Linked DNA regions of Mus musculus: regions 2, 3, 4, 5 and 6 are each linked to region 1. Evidence: chromatin contacts called from public Hi-C, HiCAR-type, HiChIP or PLAC-seq and promoter capture Hi-C data. All regions are on one chromosome and are shown on one strand. The core of a region is the stretch at or near the end of the contact, and the rest is flanking DNA. Distances in the headings are between cores, read along the strand shown.

The links. Promoter capture Hi-C pulls out the DNA fragments that hold promoters and counts their contacts. A called contact is a pair of places that touch in the nucleus more often than the background predicts. HiCAR-type assays count read pairs that join an accessible place to other places. HiChIP or PLAC-seq counts read pairs in DNA pulled down with a chosen protein or histone mark.
Region 2: a Hi-C map of cardiomyocytes shows a contact between it and region 1, with 2.0 times the contacts expected there. The contact joins the promoter of Gng5 here to the promoter of Ccn1 in region 1. A contact is called at or near these places in 1 of 39 promoter capture datasets (cranial neural crest) and 1 of 484 Hi-C or Micro-C datasets (cardiomyocytes).
Region 3: a HiCAR-type map of astrocytes shows a contact between it and region 1, with 2.2 times the contacts expected there. The contact joins the promoter of Sh3glb1 here to the promoter of Ccn1 in region 1.
Region 4: a contact with region 1 is called in an H3K27ac HiChIP or PLAC-seq map of microglia, with 6 times the contacts expected there. The contact joins the promoter of Ssx2ip here to the promoter of Ccn1 in region 1. A contact is called at or near these places in 2 of 115 datasets of contacts at active chromatin or transcription factors (bone marrow-derived macrophages and microglia).
Region 5: a contact with region 1 is called in a promoter capture Hi-C map of embryonic stem cells. The contact joins the promoter of Lpar3 here to the promoter of Ccn1 in region 1. A contact is called at or near these places in 5 of 39 promoter capture datasets (embryonic stem cells, hippocampal neurons, liver and 1 more) and 1 of 115 datasets of contacts at active chromatin or transcription factors (pancreatic cancer cells).
Region 6: a FOXA1 HiChIP or PLAC-seq map of pancreatic cancer cells shows a contact between it and region 1. The contact joins the promoter of Ctbs here to the promoter of Ccn1 in region 1. A contact is called at or near these places in 1 of 115 datasets of contacts at active chromatin or transcription factors (pancreatic cancer cells) and 1 of 9 other capture datasets (pancreatic islet).

Annotation. Positions count from the first base shown.
Region 1 is chr3:145,648,152-145,652,045 of GRCm38.p6, forward strand. Ccn1 (cellular communication network factor 1) reads right to left here and starts at 1,834. Exons shown (of 5, transcript NM_010516.2): 1 at 1,579-1,834; 2 at 1,071-1,284; 3 at 382-726; 4 at 46-260. The coding sequence starts at 1,641. Gm17501 (a long non-coding RNA gene) reads left to right here and starts at 1,926. Exons shown (of 3, transcript XR_003954574.1): 1 at 1,926-2,769; 2 at 3,232-3,894.
Region 2 is chr3:146,498,550-146,501,969 of GRCm38.p6, forward strand. Gng5 (guanine nucleotide binding protein (G protein), gamma 5) reads left to right here and starts at 1,287. Exons shown (of 3, transcript NM_010318.2): 1 at 1,287-1,471. The coding sequence starts at 1,391. It overlaps Spata1 (spermatogenesis associated 1), which reads right to left and starts at 1,244. Exons shown (of 15, transcript NM_001316756.2): 1 at 1,106-1,244.
Region 3 is chr3:144,718,913-144,722,463 of GRCm38.p6, forward strand. Sh3glb1 (SH3-domain GRB2-like B1 (endophilin)) reads right to left here and starts at 1,423. Exons shown (of 9, transcript NM_019464.3): 1 at 1,070-1,423. The coding sequence starts at 1,141.
Region 4 is chr3:146,402,687-146,406,476 of GRCm38.p6, forward strand. Ssx2ip (synovial sarcoma, X 2 interacting protein) reads left to right here and starts at 1,956. Exons shown (of 14, transcript NM_001355661.1): 1 at 1,956-2,249.
Region 5 is chr3:146,219,256-146,222,839 of GRCm38.p6, forward strand. It overlaps Lpar3 (lysophosphatidic acid receptor 3), which reads left to right and starts at 1,706. Exons shown (of 3, transcript NM_022983.4): 1 at 1,706-1,892.
Region 6 is chr3:146,448,608-146,452,331 of GRCm38.p6, forward strand. It overlaps Ctbs (chitobiase), which reads left to right and starts at 1,860. Exons shown (of 7, transcript NM_001293672.1): 1 at 1,860-2,023. The coding sequence starts at 1,895.

The DNA.
Region 1 (3,894 bases), core at 584-3,083:
ACCCACCTGTGGGGTCATCACGGTCAAGCCCTGAAAGAAACTTACTTTTAGGCTGCTGTACACTGGTTGTCCACAAGGACGCACTTCACAGATCCGGGTCTCTTTCACCAGGCGGCACTCTGGGTTGTCATTGGTAACTCGTGTGGAGATGCCAGTTCCGCAGCTCTTGGAGCACTGGGACCAAGACGTGGTCTGAACGATGCATTTCTGGCCATGGGCGTGCAGAGGGTTGAAAAGAACTCGCGGTTCGGTGCCAAAGACTAGAAAGATAAAGGAAATGGAAGGCTTCTTAGATGCTTGCATACACACACTGGTTTCTACAAAGTTGCAGACCAAGAAAGCATTTCTGCACAGTGTCTTAAGGACTCTATATCCACTTACCAGGAAGCCTCTTCAGTGAGCTGCCTTTTCCAATTGCGATTAACTCATTGTTTCTCGTTAACTCCACCTCCGAGGCATCGAGTCCGAGGAGGTCATCCTGGTCGTCCAGGGAGTCCTTAATGCTGTCTTCATCACAAACCCACTCTTCACAGCACTGCCCGCTGACTTTCACCAGCCGGGGGTTGGGACAGCCCAGATTGGGGAGAGACAGTTCTTGGGGACACAGAGGAATGCAGCCCACGGCGCCATCAATACATGTGCACTGGTGTTTACAGTTGGGCTGGAAGCTTTCCCCGTTTTGGTAGATTCTGGAGTTATATTCACAGGGTCTGCCTTCTGACTGAGCTGCAAAGACGACCAAAAGAGAGAGAGGAGAAGGTTAAGATTCGCCGCCACAGGCTGAAACTCATACATATTTTCCGCTGTTCAATTCAATGTATGGTAAAGTTCCCTACAGTTCCCCCGAGACTCCAGAGCTGAACAATAAGTTAGTCAGGAATCACTTTTCCGTATGCGCTTTTCGTTGGGCCCAGACACTCTGAATTGCATTCCAGACTGCTGAAATCATGTGCCTTTCTGCCAAGCTACCATCAACAAAGCGTCCACCATACATGGTCTCAAAATTACTAAACTTCTGGACTATGGGGACTATTATTTTTTTTAAAGGGGCCAAACCACAAGCCTCTTACCTCTGCAGATCCCTTTCAGAGCGGTGGAGCTGGCGCCGAAATTGCATTCCAACCCCTTGGTGTGGTCGCAGGGCTGAGTTTTGCTGCAGTCCTCGTTGAGTTGTTTAGCGCAGACCTTACAGCAGCCGCAGCCGTCCCGGACCAACCCGACTCCCGGGGCGCACTTGGGTGCCTCCAGAGGGCAGTGGCAGGCGGCGGGGCAGGTGGAGAGCGCCTGCAAGAGGGAGAAGCGCGTGAGATTGCTTTGCATTGCTCGGGGAGGCACGTAAACTGCCCTGAGCCTAGGTCTGGCTGTGGGGCTCCGTCCACCAGAAGTGTCTCGATCGCGTCCCGGCAGCCTGACCACCCCAGCGGCTGCGTCCCAGGAAGAGGCCCCCTGGGCATAAAGCAACAGCTACCTCCGAACTTTTCAGTCTAACTTTCCCTGCGGTGAAAGATCATGGCCCGGGGAAAGGAATCGATGAGGGCAGACCGGGAAGCAGTGGTTAAAAAAAAAAATCCAACTCACCAGTCTGGTCAAGTGGAGAAGGGTGACGGCGACAGCGAGCGTCCTGAAGGTGCTGGAGCTCATTGTGGCGCGCAGGAGGAACCGGGGCGAGCGCGGCGACACAGAACCAACAAGCCGGCGAGCAGCGGGATCAAATGCGCCCGGAGTGCGGTGAGGCGAGGGCCGAGGCGGCGGGTGTCCTTCTCTCGAGGTGCTGGCGGAGGAGGCGCAGAGATTGCAGGCGCTTCTCTGGGGCGCTCTCGCTCACGGTCTGCCCCAGCGCCGGGAGCCCGCCCTTTATAATGCCTGCCTAGGCGCCGCGTGTTGCAGTGACGTAGCTCTGTCGGCGCGTTCTAGAATTCTCAAACATCTCAGGAATGTTGGTTGGCGCGGGCTGCTGCCAAGCACCTCCCCTGGCTCCGTTGCACCTTTTCCCCCCTCTTCTCAGATCCATCAGAGAGAAAAAAAAGTTCGTTTTTTTCCACTTTAAATAACAACTTCCTTTGGGGAGGGCGGGATGCTTGGGGCGCGAGGGTGATGATTTTGATTGAAGAGGGTATATGGGGGGGGGGGGCGTGGTGTATGTGTTGGTGTGAACCCTTCAGATCTTTGCCTAGACATGGGAGGGCGGGAGACAGAGGAACAAAAGTGGTTTTGTTTGGTGATGCCTACCGGGAAAGGCAGCGAGCTGTTTGCTTGTTTACAACCAAGGTGAGAGTAAAGTTATCTACTGAGAGTCCAAAGGGGAGGGGGAGTTGGTTTCTAAGCCAGGGATCTATTTGTGGACTTCAAAGAGGCATGCTCGGATCAAGTCCCAAAGCTTTGGCATGATGTTTATTAGCCAAGAGAAGTGTATTGCAAATTAATACCCGGAGTGGCATTTATGAATGGGGGGGGGGAGGGAAGCTTCCCTCTTCGCTGGCATATTTCCAGCCAGAGGTCTTCCCTCATCCCTCCCCCTTTTTTTTGGTATGTTGTACTTGTTTGTTTTTGGAGGTTCCCAGTTTTAGTTCCAGCCCACTGCCTGCATTGGAAATCCAAGAGGAAACGAGTGCAGAGTTCTCCCGGAGCCTGACGTCCACTTCCTCACGGATGCCGGAGGCCGGGTCAACCCTCCTGGCCTCTCTCCCTGGACTGGCGGCGGTGGAAACTGAGCAGCCAAAGCAGAAGCGGAGGAGACCACCGTGGAGTGACTTGTCCTGAAATCACCAGGTGCAAAAGCTACCGGGACAAAACAGATTCTAACAGGACCATTGTGCCCTGTGGATAGCTGGAAAAAAGACTCGGGGTGTTTGCAGACACCCTCCCCCACCGCCCCCTATGTGTCTCGCTGTGTGTATTTGTTTGCCCCCCCCCCGTGTGTGTGAGTGTGTGTGTGTGTGTGTGTGTGTGTGTGTGTGTGTCTGGGCCCGTCCATGTGTTTAACTCCTTTGTTTTGGATCACTTAGAAGCCTTCTTTTTCAAGGGTAGTGCAGTGGCTCCCTCCAAGTTCCGAGACATGAGGGATTTAGAAGGCAACACTGTAATAGAGGAAGTTGGGTTTTAAGATCTTATTAAACATACAACTGAAGACACCCCTCCCACACAAGACCCTATTTGGGGTTATTAATGCCATTCATAAACTGGGATAGCTTTTCTTCATTTTTAATATTTAGGGCCTCTCTGCCTTTGCAGCTTCGCGATCTTGCTTAAGAGAGCCTCCTGCGTTGCCTGTTCTATGAATGACTCCAGTGAGAAGGAGAGGCTGTTGCGCACACTCCAGTGAAGACAGCTGTTACTGGAAAGAGTTAAGTTCATTCATTCAAAAGCGCCCTTTCGTAAGTCCTGGAGGAATTTGCTAGAGGCGGTAGGTTCTCCAAGGCTTTCTGGGGGTGGGGACTTTTAAAGACAATGGGTTGTCAAGTGTTATGCAAATAATGAAAGCAAAGCCTAGGCCTGGTCCCCTCGGCTGGCCGATTTATTAGAGAACAGTTCCTCCTGCGCACAGTTCATTGTTTCCATCTTAGGGAAGCTCGGGAGGGTAGGGGGTGAGGGTGGAGAAGGCAAGGAACAGGGTAGAAGGAGGCGCTGGAGAAACAGAATGGAGAGGAGGGTTCCTGGCTTCTGTTGTGGCGTCTTTTCTATTTGACTTCATGGTTGTAAGTATTTCCAGATGGTGAATCAGACACCAGACGTAACAATATTTCCATATTTGGGTATAGCAGTAGCCTGCGTTTTTAACATTTTTCTCCCTCTGTTATCCAACCACAAGGCATTCTTGACAGCTTCAAATGTTGTTAAATATAGACTTAACTTCTGTTCCCAGAGCAGGAAATTCGTTGGAATTCCTTGTTTTTC
Region 2 (3,420 bases), core at 37-2,536, 850 kb after region 1:
TGTGTTACATTTTGCATTAATTAATTTATTTTGGAGGCACAAGCCTTTAATCACAATGCTTGGAAGGCTGTGGGTTTCGAGGCCAGCCTGGTCTACATGGAGTTTCAGGCCAGCCAGAACTACAAAGTGAGACCCTGTCTCAAACAATATGGTTTGTTCGTTCACTTTTTAAATTATGTATTAATTAATGTACGTGTGTGAATGCAAACGTTCCCAGACTCCAGTGAGGGTGACAGTAGCCCAGGACTTGGTGCTTTTGAGTTGCCCAGTGTGGGTGGTGGGAAGTGTGACCTTAGGTCCTCTGCACGAGGGCTCAGTTCCCCAGTCCTCTAACTGCCATCTTCCAGCCTCAGTTTTCGTATTCTTTACACATATAATTTCATTTCGTTTCATTTTTTTTTTCCAAGAAATCCAGGGAGCGTTTTAACTTCGGCAGTTTAAACGGCTTGCCCAAGCACACCAGGGCTAAATTCAAACCCAAGTTTCTTAGATGGTCACTGTTAAGGACTGGGTAAAACCCCAAACTGATATTAACTGCTCAGTAACGCGATGTGTTGGCCCAGAGCAAACCATGTCATTTTTCTCAGTATCCCAAAGAAACAGCACTCACGACGAACCTCCTGTTTAGAGATGTTAGGTCTCAACAGGACTAATTTAAATCTTACTAAACTTTTGAGTCCTTCTGAAAACCCCTCTGGGGTTCATCAGTTACAAGCACGAAGTCAGCAATTACAGGGACATCAAAAGAGCAAACGATCCCCGAACGCGAACGCTTTATTTTTTAAAAAAGCACGGGGGACAGATTCCAGAAAGACAGGGCTAACAGGAAGCTGTGCGGGGCGGCTCGCACCTCTCGGCGACAGGCCAGCCTCCGACCGTCCAGGGTCCCGCGGCCCGGGTCCGTTACGGCGCCCTGGGCCCCGGGCTGGGCGAGCTGCGGCCGGCGCCGCCGGTTCACCCGAGGGCGCCTCACACAGGGCTGAGCTGGCGGGACTTGGGACGTGTCACGGACGCCCCGAGGCAGCGCGGCCACGTCCCTCACCCCGCCGTCGGTCGCGGACCTCCCTCCCCGCGCTCCCGAGTCCGCCCCGGGGCGTCCTCTTACCTCGCCCTACCCAGCCCCTCCAGAGGCGGAAGGCGCCGGCCGGGCGTCGGGCCGCACCGCCCCCGTCGCCACCGCGCCCACCGGCCGCTCCGCCCCTTCTCTCTCTCTCGCGCGCGCGGGGGGAGCCCGCGGCCGTCCCGGGGGGAGGGGGAGGGGGCGTCGGCGCGCATGCGCGGCGCGCACAGCCCCGGAAACTTCGACGAAGTTCGGAGCCCCGCCCCCGCCGTCCCGCGACCTGCCGCCCCCTGCCCGGACTGACGAGTCGGCCCGGCTGTCCCGAGCGCCATGTCGGGTTCTTCTAGCGTCGCCGCCATGAAGAAGGTGGTCCAGCAGCTCCGGCTGGAGGCCGGGCTCAACCGCGTGAAGGTGAGCGGGCGTGGGCGGGCGGTGGGCCCCGGGGTTGGGGGGAAGCGCGAGCCGACACGCGGCTCCTCTGGCCGGGCTGTGGGCCGAGGGCGAGGAGGGGGCCCGCCCTTCCGCCGCCCGCCGACTCTCGGCGGCCCCGGCGGGTCTCGCCAGCGACTTCCGTCTCGCACGTCTCACCCAGGCTCACTCCCAGCCCTCGTCCTTTGAACACACACGAGTCCGCCTGGGTAGCTCCGGATGGCGGCCTGATGAGCAACTTTTGTTTGCGGATCGTCCCGGGAGTCTCCGGACTCCACCTTTGTGGGGGTCCAGCCTCGAACAAAGAGGTGTTTGCAGCAGACGCCGCGGCGTGCTCGGCTGACCTTGCTGGGGTGTCTGTTTACCCGAGAAACCGCTGGCCGCTGGCCTGGGAGCTTGCGGTCTGGTTGGGGGGTCGGGTCTTGGGCTGTTGACTTTTAGGGAAAGGCTGTCCTTGTTGGTAGACAGCTAGGCATTCAGACGCTTTGGCTCTAAGGACCGTTTGGTTTATTTTTTTCAACTCCTAAACGGATTTGGCCTCTTTCTGACGTAATAGGTCGGGTTACATGTGAAACACTTCCCGGTGATTATAAAAAGAAACAAGAATATAAGTCGCCTTGCTAGACCCTGCCAGTTTCCAAGGTGATTTGATTTTATATTCAGCAGGCTAGTCCTTATTTCTAACGTGCTTTTGGAGAAGGCTTCTATTTAGCTTTCTTCTCAAGTAGAAATGTCAGAGACTGCTCAACTTCCTTGTGGTAACCATAGGAGGAGGGTAGGGAGACGCCCAATCAGTCTTGGTTTGGACTCTAATCATATTCTCACTTTTCATCCAAGTGACTTAGTCTTGGCCAGATTAGAGCTCTGAAATTTGAAGTGATCTATTGATCATCATCATTCATATATAATAACTGTCATAAAGTAGGCCAGGAAGGAAAAAAATAGTGGGTTGGGGGAGGAAATAAAGACAGGTACGTGTAGTAATTACAGTGGCGGTACTTAACCCTGGTGGCCCAAAGCAGTGAGCTAGCTCCCAGAGGAGGACTTCCTTTTCTTTGAAAACCCTACCTGCTCTGTGGCTACCTCCTAGCTTCTCTTGCCTTGCGTCCTAATTCTTCTGAAGGCTTCTCACTGGGATGACTCGAGCCACCACAGACAAACAGGTTTTTGAAGTTTCCATGGCAAGGCTCATCTCACTTGGGAATGTTACATGTCTAATCTAGGTTCCTAAATTAGGTTAGGTGCCATTTGATATCATCCATGTACCACACCTATGCTAGGTGCTTTTTGTGTGTGACATTTTAAAGCTAGCATAAACTTACTATTGTATTCGTTTAGGTGGTAATTACAAGTGCTTTTTTTTACCAAACTCTCAGGTAGGTCAGGACATTTGGAAGCCTGACTAATAGTTTTGCAGTGTCAACCTCCTGGATGGTAGATAGTGGCTGCTCTGTGGCTTGGGTACTAGCAGCCATTCCATCTTAAGTCTCAAGGTTGCTGTTTAGAATGCTGGGTTTTGTTTTCTTGAGACAGGGTTTCTCCATATAACCCTGGCTCTCCTGGAACTCTCTGTAGAGCAGACTGGCCTCAAGCTGAGGTCTGCCTGCCTCTGCCTGCTGGGATTAAAGGAGTGCACCCCAGCGGCCTGGAGCACTGTTAGTCAAACAGCCTTAGGTTTCTCACCGTTCCTTCCCTAGGATTCTGTGCCTAGAGATACAGTCCATACATCGTGGTACTTGGAGAAATGTGTGGGAAAGGAATTAACAGGCACTTCATGCTAACTGCTGATCTTGAACAAAACCAAATGCTGTAACACTGAAAACTCATACTTTACCTTCCATACAGTAGCCACTTTTAAGAGGCAAAGCAGGGTGTGGGTTATTTGTACAAGCGTTTAAGAACTGCAGGAACCTCTAATATTCAGTCCATGA
Region 3 (3,551 bases), core at 173-2,672, 930 kb before region 1:
AGAGATGGGCTGCAGCTAGTACGTTCAATGCACAGTAAACTGCTCGTCATACTATTTTTCATAAGATAGGCAGTCATTACCCTGGGGAACTGTCCGATTCTTTTGCCAAGGATAACGAAATATGATATTCACAGTGCCAGTAAAATGAAATGAATCAAGAAATAAAGCAGCACACGTGAGATTTATAGTTCGGTGGGATTTTGGCACATGGGACATTACTTTTGTTTTCTCTTTCCGGAACAGAGGGCTGCTGCTACCCTATGTCACTAACTTCAATACCAGATTGTTTACAAGCCACGTTGTGAAATTGACATCTGCTCCGAGATTTAACTGAGTTTGCATAATGTGGGTGTTGACTGTAAAAAATCTGCCCAAGTTCCCTATTGCTGACACTTCCTTAATCACAGAATAAGGAGACGCAGTGAACTTTTCCCTTCCAAGTGCGCCTGAAGCCAAGCGTGCCCGGTCCCCTCCAATGTGACAACAACGTGAATCGCGTCCTCCTCTCACCCCTGCTCTATATAGCCCATCTGGGGAACGCGTCAGGGCACCCCTAATCCTAGGTGTCCTGCGTCCTTGGTGAAGCTGGGACACCGACAGGGACAGGCAATCTCCATCTCCCCCACGGGCTGCTAAGCTCTGGGACAATCCTTCCAAGGGGCAGCAGCGAGGGCTGGTGGGAACTGAGCTGGCAGCTCCTCTGCGTTGAGGGGCAGGAAAAGGAAACTCCCTTCTCGGTCGGACGCGGCCCGGAGGGCGAGAGCGAGCGCAGCGGAGGGTGGGGGTGGCGCCAAGGTGCTCGGCGTGCCCTGCCTCGCCGGCTGGGGCACCGAGGCCTCCGCCCCGGGGTGAACCCAAGGTGTCCGCCCTGGGCCGCGTCCCGACTCGCCTGCCGGGGCGCGGGGCGGCGGCGGCCGGGCGAGCGAGGCGGAAACGGCCAGCGGGGCAGGGGCGCCAGGCCGCGCCCATCGGCAGGCCTGGGTACCAGGGCGACGCCGTCCCCGACCCGCCCTCCGCTCGCCCTCCCCGGCGCCACCACCCCGCCCGGCCCCAACCGCCGCCGCCGTACCTGCACGGCCCGGCTGAGGAAGGTGCCCGCGTCGGCCGCCAGCTTCTTCACGTTGAAATCCATGATGTTCATGCCGGGCGGCAGCCGGGCAGAGCCGCCGGCTGCGCTAGCGGGGAGGCGGGGAGCGCCGCGGCCGGGCTGGGGCGCCGGGCGACGGCGACGGCGGGGCGGACGTGGTAGGTGGCGGGAGGCGGCGCCAGCCCCGCGCAGCTGTCGTTTCCTGGCGGGGAGGCGGGGGAGGGAAGAGGGCGGGCGCCCGCGAGCGCGCGCCTCTCCGCTCACACGCTGGGCCTGTCGCGTCGCCGAGCAGCTGCGAGCCACGGGGACCGAGGTCGCGTCCGGAGGAAGGCCCCGCCCCGCCCCGCCGCCCGGCGACTGTGCAACCGCGGCGGAAAACAGCCGGCCGGGAGGGGGGCGTGGCCTCACCGATGGCGTGGGGTGGGGGGCGGGGGTGTCCTCGCGGGAACAGCGACCCCTGCAGGGTGGCCGAGGATTCACCACTGGGTGGAGCCGCTGCAGAGGTTCTCATGGGAACAGCGACCCCTGCAGGGAGGCCGAGGATTCACCACTGGGTGGAGCCGCTGCAGAGGTTCTCATGGGAACAGCGACCCCTGCAGGGTGGCCGAGGATTCACCACTGGGTGGAGCCGCGGCTGAGGCTCTCCTGACAGCTCACTAAGCACCAAGCCAGTGTCAGAGCATCAGTGGAAGTTCTTACCAGAACGAGAGCCTCCTGGGCTCTCACCCTGATTCCCTCCCACAGCATCTCAGTGAGTGTCTGTGACAGAATCGCCCGGACAAAAGTTCCTTAGAAAAGCATGGACAAAACGTTCCTTAAAAGGAAACAGAACTGACACTATAGAATCATTGGCCCGGATTTCCTGTATTGGGTCTGGGGTCAAAGGCTACCTATGGCTTGGGTAGACACCTAGCCAATCTTTGCTGAACGGGATTGTCTTCATTGTCCCCTACCCTATTATACTTTGACTCACTGTTGAGGACCTATTGTGTGTGAGGCATTGAGTAGGTGCTGAAGGGTTCAGTCCCTTTGGTGGCTGGTGGTCATCTGAGGCATATTTAGAAAGTATCTCCCATCCCCTGGGAAGGTATATAAGAGCATTTCAGAGAGACAATGGAGAAGAAAGACAAGGTTCCTATCCGGTTATACATTCCTTCACTCCTGAGTACCTACTGTCTGGCAGGGCCTCAACCTTCCAACTCTTAGCTGTGTGATAAAGGCATGAGCCCTTCCCCCCACACCCACCCACCCAGACACCCACACTACACTCAGCTAATTTAGTTTCTGTTTTCTGAGAAAAGGCCTCATGCGACCTAGCCTGGCTTCAGGTATCCAAAGACCGCTTCAAACCCATCACCCTCCTGTCTTTGTTTTTCTTTCTTGTTCCTCCCTCCTTTTTCTTCTCCCCACTTCCTTTATCCTGGGGACCAAACCACTGTCCAATAGATCCTGTTTTACAGGTCTTATCATGTAACTTTCATTTTGGTGTTTCAAGATGCCTCTGGAACCTCTAGATATCACACATATGTTCTCACATTAGAAAGGAAATGAAGGGGAGAGGCAAAAGTACACACCAGCTCAGTGTCCCTTTCTCCTTTAAAACAAGCATTCCATAACCCCCAGCTCGTAAACTTTCATTTTCACATCGTTAGTGAGAACTGGGCCATTTAGGTCCTCACAATGGCAGTTCGATCGAATAAATGCAATGTGCTCTGTTAAAAAAAACTAAGAGCATTTGTGAGAGAATGGTAGGTCTTGTCTTTAACAGTACGTATTGTTGTCTTAGACAAGACAGAGCTTGTGCTATCGAAGAAGGAGAGAATAGTTACAGGAGACGCAGCTGTTGACATTTGCTTTGCTGCTATCAAGCAAGAACGAAAGGAGTCTTACGATCTCTGGAACCTCTCTGCAGGCTTTAGGTCTATATAATTTTAAAAAATCGGGAGGAAGTTCTGAGGCTGGAGCTCAGTGGGTAGAATTTTCCAAGTGTAAGTGTTAGGCCATTGGTTCCAGTCCCAACTGAAAGAAAAGAAAACAGGAAAAACGGGGGTGGAGTGGATGGGTGCACGTCGACCCTGTTAAAAGGAGATAAAACAAACCGTGGTTTCTTCTGTTGTCTATCATTTGGCCTGTGACAGTATTTTTTGCTATTTAATGCCATTATAGACAAAAACTAAAAGTTGGATTATTTGTGAGGATTTTACTATATATTAATAGGGAACAAGAGTATCTGTACGTTATACGCTGTAGAAAGATTTAAAAAAAAATCTGTATTTGAGTATTTTGCCTGCATATATGTCCACGGACCACTTGTGTGCCTGATGCACTCAGAAGCCAGAGGAGAAATCAGCATAGCTATAGACCCTGTAGCTTCCCATGGTTACTTCCCACCCAGGATCACTGAGAACTGAACTCTGGTCCTTTGCCGACTCTCCACTATATGTGTGCTTTGTTGGCTGAGGTG
Region 4 (3,790 bases), core at 706-3,205, 750 kb after region 1:
GTAGACCAAAAGCCCAGTCTTCTATTTGCATATCAATTAAGCCATTTATTCCAGGTTCCCTTTTGATTATCCCAAAAATCAGCATTCCCTGACCCAGCCCCTTCATTTTTAGAGACAGCTAGCACAGTTTTGATTTGTTTTTTTTTTTTTTAACACTGCAAGTGAATTCAGAGATCAGTCTGTCTTTGTAAGCACAGACAATAACTTAGCTGGGTGGGATTCTGTCATGAGATTACCATTCTGACCAAGCCTGGACCTAAATTAGATTTGTCCCAGGTTGACCTTGAACTCAGGGATCTGCCTGCCTTTGTATCTTTCTGACAAACTGGCTTATAGTGCAGCTGCCTCTGTTCTTTTAGGTCTGGGAAGCCCCTCATATAATTCATATCGCATCTTCATGTTTTGCTTGGTTGAGAAATTTAGTCTTGAACTCACATTTTCAGAGTTCTTTCCCACAGCCTTTTAAGGGCAGCCCTGAAGGTCACAGTGTTTACCGTGTTTGCTAAGGACATACTTTTGCCTCCCAGACTTGCGCTGTCTCTGATTATCATTAACCTTAACGGGGAGCATTCCCTGATGGAGGAACATAGAATATGTACATTATTATACAAACAAGCCTTATGCCCACAGCAGCCATTGAACATTCATGGAGGCCCGTGCCCTGCTCTCTCTGTTCCAGGGGTGGGACCATACCATGCTGTCCCTTGCACGGCCAAGCCGGACTCAGCATTTAAAGAATAAATGCCACGTTAAGATGTTTCTTGAGAGAGGAAAAGGAGTGTTTTGGAGAGTGGACAAGGGAACTTTCAGAACACCCCCTCGGATGCAGAGGGAGCAACCTCACCCCACTAATGGTCTAACTTCGAGAGTAAGACAGTCATTGGCAGTAATTTCTCACTGGCACTGTGCTCCAAAGCGCCTTTGTAATGATGTATCCTTGCTACCTGTATTTAGCATCCAATCTCCTTCAAATCCATTGTTCATTTCTGCACTCTGATCTTCTACCTAGCACTGTGGGCATGTGTAGTCCTTGTTCCTCTCTGTCTTGTTCTTCTGTGGCAGTGGTGTATTTCTTGTGTTCCTTTTACGATGTTTTGTTCTCACAGGAGCCACTTAACCCCAAACCTCTTTTTTTTTTTCCTCTTGAGTAAACAGCTTGCTAGAACCCCACCACCCTACCCTTTACTAAGGTTTCTCCATTTTCCTTTCCCAGGGGAACTTTAGGTGAAAATAGTAGGGAGAGGCAAGTGGATTTGGCCAATTGCCACTGTCCTACATTTTCTTGGCACTCATGGAGAGGGCCTAGGGAGTTTTTCATCAAGGTCTAGTTCACAAGTACCTTTTCTTAGTTTCCCTTTCCAGCTGTCTCCTCCCTAGGTCCCTTCCTTTGCCTTAGTTTGTTTTATTCACTACTTGAGCTTCTCTCATAACGCCCAGGCTAGCCTCAAGCTGCCAATGACCTTGTACTTCAATTCTGCCGGATCACAGACCCTCACATGCGTTCTGTGCAGTCCTGAGGAATGAACTCGGGGTTTCACGCGCACTACCCTGGCCCTGGTTTTACACGGATTTCTGTGCATTGGCGCATTGATTCCAGAGGCCACTACCTTCCTTCTCCAGGGCCTGACCTAATTCTGGAATGCCCCGGTGTCTCTCCGTTCTGGGGAGCGCACCTGGTTCTCCAGAGAGCATTGGGGTTCAGGGGTGGCCTCAGAGGCCCGGCTCTAAAGCGGCTAGGACCCTCCTCTTGTCCCCGTGGAGAGCTGGGGGCGGGGAGCAGCGGCCGGGTGACCCCGGGTGTAACAGGTGCGGTAGCCGCAGCTGCGCGGGGGAGAGCGGCTTGGCGTCTGCTGGGGGTTGTCGGAGGCTAGTCCTCGCTGGACCAATGCGGGCCGCGGTTGTTCGTCGCCTGGCAACCGGCGGAGCCAATGGGCGGCGCCAGCGCGGGGCGGGGTGGGATGGGCGCCCGCCGAGGAAAGCGGCGAGAGGCGGGCCGGGCGGACCGGGCGGGCTGGAGGCTGCGCGGAGCCGCTGCGTGCCGCCGCGGGTGCGGGCCCGCGGGCTGCGGGAGGCGTGAGCCGCTCCCGGAGCCGTGACGGTGAGCGGCGGGATTGTGACGCGCAGGCGGGGAGGAGGGCACCGGGCTGGACGTGGACGCAGGCACCGGGGCCGACTCTGGGCGGGCTCGTCGCGGCCGTTGCAGCGGTTGGAGAGCGTTGCTGCCCGCCGCCTGCAGCGGAAAGTGCGAGGTAGGTGCTGGGGGGGCCCCGCGCCCTTTCGGGATGCGGCGCGGGCGCGCGCGGGGTCCCTTTGGCCCGACCGCGCGGGCTTGGCGAGTCCTCCGAGGCTGCCGCAGGACTTAGCGAGTGAGGTCTGCCGCTGCTGCAGGGGTAGGTGGCTCATAGTGGTCCAGCCCCACGTTTAGGGGAAGAACTTACATCATCGCAGGGGCAGGCTTGTTTGAGAAATTATTTGGCCCCGGATTTTCCAGTGGTGTAGAGTGCGTAAATGGTGAGCTCTGTCCGGGTCAGCACATATTTCTCCTGGTGCAGATTGCTGGGTTATGCAAGTCACCTGGGCCCAGGAAATAAAACTTGCCCAATAATTCCCCATCAGCACCAGTAGAGGAATCTTTACATTAATACCCACAGTTCAGGCTCCTTAGTCCTGCGTGTCAGATTCATAACCAGCCACGCCGATGCAGTTGTGAGAGCCGGGAGTTTCTTCTAGAATCCAGGCTGGATGAAAGGTGGAGCCCAAGGATGAGAGCCTTCTGGATTTGATATTTGCTTCAATTCAGTTTAGAGTCCAGGCCTGGAGTTAGCTGAAAATAGTGCTACCATGGAGCCCGCAAGGTTCCGGAGGAAAACCTTTCTAGTCCCAAATTTGATCTTGAACGGAAAGGTCTGTATATGACGTGACACATTTACGAGGCTGGATAAAATTCAAAACCGTCGATCCAGCTAGCAAAACTTAAGCCATCCAATCTCCTTACTCCCCAAGAGCCTGTGGGCCCACGAAGCTTAGAGTGTTCATTCAAACTAAACAAGAAAAGCTGTGCTCCCAGTCGACACTTTGTCCTGCCCGGTGTGCACAGAAGTTCCTCGTACAAAGTGGCTCTCTGAGAGGATTAGGAATGGATAGAATTCAAACCGGGGCGTTTTCTTTGGTAACTGTTGGGGCCCCTACAGCCTGTCATTTTACACCCTTCCTTTCCTTCTTGTTCTCCATCTGTACAGGGAAGATAATAGGTCCAGGGATTAAGTAACAGGGCCACAGCAGCTTGGAGATAACTGCTGGGGCCGGGCCACTCCAGGATGAAATGTGAAACTCGATCCATGACACACTTGAGCCTTGTGACAAGACTTGTTAAGTCCACAGCATCCTAGGCTTGCTCAGGCAGGTGTACGCACCATGGAAAAGTTAACTGTTCATGTTAGCCCAGAAGGCCTCCAACCCAGCCCAGTCAAATTATGTACTTGGGCTCTCTTAAAATGGGAAAACTGGACAAACCAGCTTGTCGGCCCAAACCGGTTAGGATACAGATTTTGTGAAAGTGCCCTCACTTAGCATTCAGCTAGAGAGAGGGGGGGGAGAGAGCGCCTAGAAAACACTTTTCCACAGGGACTTGAATCATGTTTACATTGGAGCAGTAAGCCCCCCCCCCTCCCACACACACACACTGCTCCTGTCTTTATCCCAGCTCCCTGGGAGGCTAAGGTAGGGGATACGCGTGAGTTTAGGAGTCCCAGACAAAGTAGAACAACATACAGATCTTCATAAAAAACAA
Region 5 (3,584 bases), core at 456-2,955, 570 kb after region 1:
ATTTTTTCACACATCTGCTAGCTTCTGGAGGCAGCCTCATTGCTAATTAGTCCAGGGCGGCGAATTTCAACATAACCTCAGTTAAGATTGTTCCCAAAGGGAAGGGCGTGTGAATTCTTGTCTGTATGGTTGCAGGTCCAAGAGTGGAGAGAGGAGCACGGGCCTCTCTCTTTCCACAAACCAGGCATGAAACTCATCCTTGGATCCTGGCTTGCGACTCCTTTATTCTTGTTTATTTGTTCGTTTGTTTACTTTTTAACTTCTTGTAGCACTCACATTACAACACCAAGACACGTGGGGTGCAGCAGGGGCACAGCTCCTTCAAGGCTGCAGTCTGAAACCCCCTCTACCTTTGCGAAACAAGGCTGTGACTCCTTGCTTTCCCAGAAATATAAGAGCACAAGGAGGCTGTTTGGTGAGTGTTTGTTTAAAAGGTTCTGAGTGACTCTCCAGCCAGTAGTCATCTTCGAGCTTGCCGTTTGAAGTACTGGTTTTCATTTGTTTTTACTAAGTGGTACTAATTTTAATTTGGTTTTACTTATAAAAATATCTGGAAAAGAAGTGGGACACCCCTGACCCAACAAGGGTTGAAAGAAGATAATCCTTAAATTTCATCTTAAGAGTCTGCGTGCATGTGTGTGTGCTTGTGTGTGTGTGTGTGTGTGTGTGCGCGCGCGCGCGCGCGGAACCCAGAAGTTAACTTCCGGTGTCTTCCTCAATTTCTTAACACCTGGTTTCTAGCAGAGCTTGGAGCTCATCCGTGGGCTAGACAGGCTGACCAGCAAAACCCAAGGATCGTCCTGTTTCCACCTTTCCAGCACAGGGCTTGTGGGTGGGTGAGGCAAGATGACTCGACTGAGGATCAAATTCAATCTGAGCTTATGCACTTGACCAACTAAGCCATCGGTGGTACAGAGATGGGTCCCATTGAATGCACATGATTGAACGGATGGTGAAGTACGTCCGAACCCACACTCTAGACGTTTCCCAAGTGCCCCGGGCTGCCTAAGAATGACTTCACTTCACAGGATCTTGTCCTCAGCTTACCTTCTAGCATGCAGGGACCCAGAATTTGGTTTTTAGGGCAGAGAAGCCTTTTACTCTTGCTTTCCTTTCCCCGGCCTTAAGCAAAGGTGGGTCAGTTTTGAAACAGCACCTTCAGGACTGTTGACTGCGGGAGGCCAAAATGACTCCCACGAGAAACTTAAGCAGGCTTTGTTCCCTCTTGTAACACAAAGGTGACCTGTTCTTGGCCTCTGGGGTTGCTTGAACTCTAGAGCAGCTTTGGGGTTCAGGCTTTAGGGTATCAGGTTTGGTCCTGGCTGAGAGCCTGCCTCCCGTAAGTAGTGTGGGGGTAGGGATATGCTTCCCAGCAGACACCTCAAATAGGTATCTTCCATCATAGAGAGAGTCAGAGGAATGAGTTTCAGTCTGGGCATCTTTCTGAGGTATGGCTCCCTGTGTAGGGCCTCTAGATGCTACTGTCCCCTTAGGGGACCTTAGGTAGTCTCTCAGAGCTGGCTGCCCCATAGGCACCAGGTCCCCAACCAAGGCAGAGCGCCTCCATGGACCGCTGGCCTTCTGCCGTGCCGATCCGAGCCTGGCCGGCGGGGGGCGCGCTCCCGTGGGAACTTGCAGAGGCACAGGCCGGGCGGGCTGGCGGGCGGGACCGGGCCGCCCTCCACCTCTCCACCCCCTCGTCCTAGCAAAGTTGCCCGGGACTCCCGGCGCGTCGCCGCGGACGCTGGAGAGCAGGCGCTTGGCTCTGCCTGCTCCGCGTCTTCCGCTGCTGGCTGGCCGGAGCCTGCTCGCCCCGTCGCGCTCCCCCGAGGGCATGCGACAGCGGCGGGACGCTCGGCTCCCGGGCTCGGCGGCGCGGGCGAGCGACAGCGGTGAGTGCGGTGCGCAGCGCGGGATGGGAGGTTCCCGGAGCCTCTGCGGGCCGGGGCTTTTTGGGGGGATTCTTTGGTTTCTAATCCATTTCTCCAAACTCCTGGGGCGGAACTTTCCTCGCGGTGTGTGGCGTACCCTGCGCTTTCCCACTTCGTGTTTTCCCTAGAGCAAAAAGCAATGCAGATGCAAAAGCCGGGCTGCTTCGGCTTCGGCTGGGGACTGACGGGCCGGGAGCAGGGGTGCCAGGCTCCATCGCGACGCGCTTTGCAGGGGCGCTTCTTTCCAAACTCTGGGAAGTTATATGGTGATGGGAAACGGGTTCTCCCCGGGATCCCTGGGAGGTGACATTTCCCACCTTGCAGTTAGTTTCACCGGTGTGGTGGTCTGTCTGTTGGTAAAATCTCGAGGCGAGTGCGTGCGTCTCAAGATTTGGGAAATAGTTACCATGACCAGCTCTGAACGCTATCAGGGTTGTGCGGGATGAGCCAAAGGTCTCCCATCTCCCACATCACGGGCCACAATAGTGCTTTGTTTTGTAGCAGTTTCTTCATTGCCTTCTCTGTGCAAGTTGCAGCTATCAGAAGCTGCTTAGAATTTTCTCAGGCTTGTGATTTAAGGACTGGCTGAATCTTGGAAACAATTTAGTTTTATTAATGGGATCATGGGCAGGGCCCTCCAAAGCACTTAGAGGTTAATTTGTAAATGGGATGATTTTCCCTAAATGTTTCATAATTTGCCCCTGCCATTGCACACTTTTCTCCTGCCCAACTCTTGGTCTTGGAATGTCACATTAGGCTCTTCAGGGCTCCTTCTTGTAATTTGTAAGTCTGAGGACAAAGTGAATGTTAGACCTAGACAGACTCCTTTTTGCAAGTGTGTGAAAGTTGAGTGCATGCCCAGCCTTCACTTAATGCCCCTCGATTGAATTGCTAAAGAGAGTTCTTGGGTTTGCTGTCTACCGATATTTGCTTATCCTGCTGCTAGTGAGGTTTGGGTCCAAAGATTTGAATCCAGTGGACAAGTGATTAGAATTTCCCTTCTTGCTCCCACCAGAAGGAACTCCATCAGAACAGCCTCGATACTGTTTGTTTAAGCAAACTGAGCCATTCTAAAAACCTCTAACCAACAAATACTGCCTGTTAGGTGGGATCTATACCTTGAGAACCTGTGACCCCGGACATCTAACCATGGGACAAAACTTACACCGCTTGTCACGACCACACAGCTAGTGAAATAGACCGCTTAGGAGGTCTTTTCCTATTATACTTTTTATTCTTTAGCATTATTCAAAACCTTGATTCTTCTCTTTGATTTAGAGACAGATACCACTCTTCTATATCTTGCTGAATGCATTCAGCAAGTGCAAGTCTTTGTATCAGACCAGTTCTAATTCGGTCTGGCTGTTCTTTAAGATGTTCAATAAAAGCTTATTTACATGATTCTCATTCATGAGAACATTAAATATGAGATGATTTTTTTTCAGGTAACTTCATCTGAACTGGGGATGTCGCAGTGTTAATTTCTGTCTGTCTGTCTGTCTGTCTGTCTGTCTGTCTCTGAAAGTCCAACACTCATGCCTAAGGGTGGCTGGCTGCTTCCCTAAGCTCTCCATCTTCCTCCTATGGATCAGCATCCATCATACCTAAGTCGTCCTCTGGGCCGGGACAAGGGGTAAAATCATCGTTAGAACT
Region 6 (3,724 bases), core at 610-3,109, 800 kb after region 1:
GGAGACGACTTGGCATCCATGTTAAGGTTGCTGACGTGGAGCTACATTGTCCAGGGTGAAATCTTAGCTCCACGCCTTACCACTGAGGCACATACCAGGTTTTAGGTGGAAAACCCCTGAAGAACAAGAGTACCTATTAAGGCAAGGTCAGGCCAAACCCCTGCTTCACACTTAGCATCATCAGATCCTCGGAACATCCGCCTGTGGGTCAGCTTCGCTGCCCGTAAGACAAGGCTGAAAAGCACACCTGCTTTACACGGCTCCTACTCTGATTGGACAGTGAGGGTTCAGTCCAGATCAGAGCCTGAGAGGAAAAGTAGCCGAGCAAAAGTCCTTCACCACCACGTTCATCAAGCCTTTAAAGGAGGGACCCTGATAGTGTTAACCGTCAGCCTGATGTTGGGCATGCCTATCTACAATCAAGTTAATTGTGGTGGGGAGACTCTGTCTGCCACTCTGGCTGCACCATTTTCTGAGGTCGTTTCAAGACTGCATTATGAAGAGGAAGGCCAGCTCAACATCTGCATGCATGCCTGCATCCTGTTTTCTGACTGTGACCGGCTGCTTCAAGACCCTGTTGCCGTGACCTCTTTGCCATAGTAGACTGTACCTTGAACTGTGAGCCAGGAAAAAAAGCTATCTTAGTTACTTCTTAATCACAGCCACAGGAAGAGAAACGAAGACAAGAAAGCAAACCTGGTTTCCAGCCTTTCCAGTCTGCCAGGATTAGAAATATATTAATTTGTTCCCGAGTATCCTTTGCTTTCCGCTCTTCTGAGAGAGCTCAGAGAGATCCTTGCTTTGACAACATTTTGGTTCTGGGAAAAGAATTTACATCATTTAAATTTTTATTGGTGTTTAGGGAGTGTACAATAAATTTAAACTCATATGCTATAATGGGTGTTTTAATTGTCATTATGAGTTTAATGACATTCAATTTCCTTTATAGCCATAAAGAGAATTTTTATTCCTGTTGCTACTTAAACAGAAGAATTCCCCAAAGAAAATGCCCAAATCTTCAAAGTGCGTTCTCCTTCCAGCATTCAGTACACGCTGAGCAGAGCAATCCAGGTCACACCCCCAGGACCTGATGACCCTGTTAGAGCCCCCTTCCCTATTCTCATAGCCAAAGGAAAGGCTTTTCTTGAGGTCATATCTCTCAAGCAAAATCACCGCACAGAGTTTATCTTTAAATTCTCTTTATTTAATGCTGGAAAATCACAATACACACTTAACCAAACATCTGGTAAATTGACAATAATATCACCCGTCCATTTTACATTTTAAAAAATACCCTGTGTAGAGACTTGGAAAAGAATGGTCTCAAACCGATTGAAGTTTAAAAAAAGAAAACAGGAGCTCTTGGAGTTTTACAGTGAACGTACTATTTACTACAAGCCAAGCACTGTGCTGAGCTATATTGGCAGGGGTGGGGTGCGGGGAGCAACGCCAAGCAAGAGATTCAAAATCAATTGTAAGATGAATGAGCAGAAAACGTTCAGACCACACAATCATGAAATGGTGTAGAGTGATGTAGAGTGATGGAGAGAATAAAAGTGGTAGAGTTACCTGCGAGTTACCCGGGTCAAGACTGTTTACCTAGCCCTTCCTAGCACTGGAGTGTAAGGAAGACCCCTGTCACATCTTACATTTACTCATAGGTAGTGCCCCCAGCAGCCGGGGTGGGATCCCAGTCAATTGGCTGCAAGTCCCACTTCTCCACAAAGTCCAGCATCAGCCCCGCCTTCTAGGGCCCACCTACCAAGCAGCAGGCTGGGTCGCTCTCCGTTTAGCATCAGGCCACGCCCCTCAGCAGAGACTCCGCCCCGCCTGCCCATAGGACATCAGGGCCCGCCCTTCAAGAGGCGTCATTCCCGCAGCCTCCACCCCAGGCATGGCGCTGTGTGGCCTCCCGGAATTCACTCTGCTGCTGCTGCCGCTGTTGGCACGGCTCTCGGCCGGGGACTGCCCGTGCTCCGAGGCTGCTCTCTGCCAACCGATCCGCCACCGTCCCGACTTCGAGGTCAGCACTCATTTGCCCGTCGGTCTGATACTCAAGGCTGTAGAAGTTGTGCGCTCACTGAGTAGCCTTAACCACCAGAGTCTTCCTCTTTTTAGATTTCCTTCAGAGGTTGGGCAACTTCCCAGGCCGCAGACTGTGTAATGCTCCTGCCTCATCAGATTCCCGAGGCCAGCTCCTCCCGCTAACCGCTCAGCCACCTGCGGGGAGGGTAGGAGAACCGGTTCTCGGTTTCCAAGGCAATGCACATTTAGTAGGAAAGTGTCCACCTCCAAAAGTACATCCGAAAGCAGGATGTTCTGCTAACCTTTGTACTTGGTACGGATTAGTTCTTTCGTTTATGGACAGTCACCCACCCAGGAAAGCGGCAAAAACAGCTATTTGAGTCCATTTTTCTTTAACCCAGCAGAATGGCGTATAAAGCTTACGGACTTACCACGAAGCATTGGTAAAATCGCGTGACCGAAGTTGATGACAGTGGCTGGACCTGGGGGTCAGCGATGTCAGGGGGTCCAGTCTCAAAAAATTTGTACAAAGAAGGAACAGTTGATGGGTCTTAAACTTATATTTGGTTTTGAGACATAGATATTTAAATGCTTGTGTTTGCATACATTGTTTAGAAAAATAGTGACAGTATTTTTGTAGACTGCCTACTGTGGAAACTGGACATTTTTTAAAAAGAAAAATTTAGGTGCATTAACGTTTCTTTGAGCAAGGGTCACTAGTAGCACTCAGATCATTAAGATCAGAAATTAAAGTTTTGGGAGAGAAAGAATTAGCTGTTTGGCAATGGATAGCTGTTACTTTTAGTTTCTGGTCCGGTGGATCTTTCCTACTGTGGTAGTTTGAATGGGAATGGCCCTCATGGAGTCATGTGTTTACATGCTTGTCCCATAGGAAGTGACACATTAACAGGTGTGGCCTTGTTGGAGGAAGTGTGTCACTGTGGGGATGGGCTTTGAGGTCTCCCATGCTCAAGCTCGGTCTAGAGTGGCTCAGTCTTTGCCCTGCTGCTTAGAACTCTGAGCTCCCTCGCCAGCATCACGGCTGCCTGGATGCTGCCATGATGATAAGGATTAAACCTCGGAACTGTAAGCCAACTCCAATGAAATGTTTTCCTTTATAAGTTTTGCAGTCATGGTGCTAATTCACAGCCAAAGAAGCCCTAAGACACCTGCTTAGAGATTAGCTGACTGGTTCTGATTGGCTAACTAGGAACTCAAGGGACTTGCTCAGCTGTTTCAGCCTAAAGCCCCTCCCCTCAATTAAGTGGTTTTATAACAATCTGATTTATTGCGGCACTCAACACTTAGTGGGTGATATAGTATTTGTGAGAATTTGTCATTACATGCTAAGAAAATTATACTCATCCATAAACTCGTAGTAAATGAGGCCTCACTAGCCTTTTGCTTCTTGAAATGAGAAGAGTGTAGATTATAAGAGTCTCCTTCCCCACTACATATATTTGTGTGGCAGAATTACAGGGGACTGACCTATGCTTTGAGAATGAACCCGTTTGTACTGGCAAATTTTATGCCAATTTGACACAAGCTAGAGTCACCAGGGAGGAGGAATCAATTAAGAAAATGCCCCCATCCAATCTGGCCATAGGTTAGCCTATAGGACATCTCCTGAATTAGTGATTGGTGGAGGAGGACCCAGCCTATTATGGGTGGTGCCTTTCCTGAACAGGCAGTCCTGGGT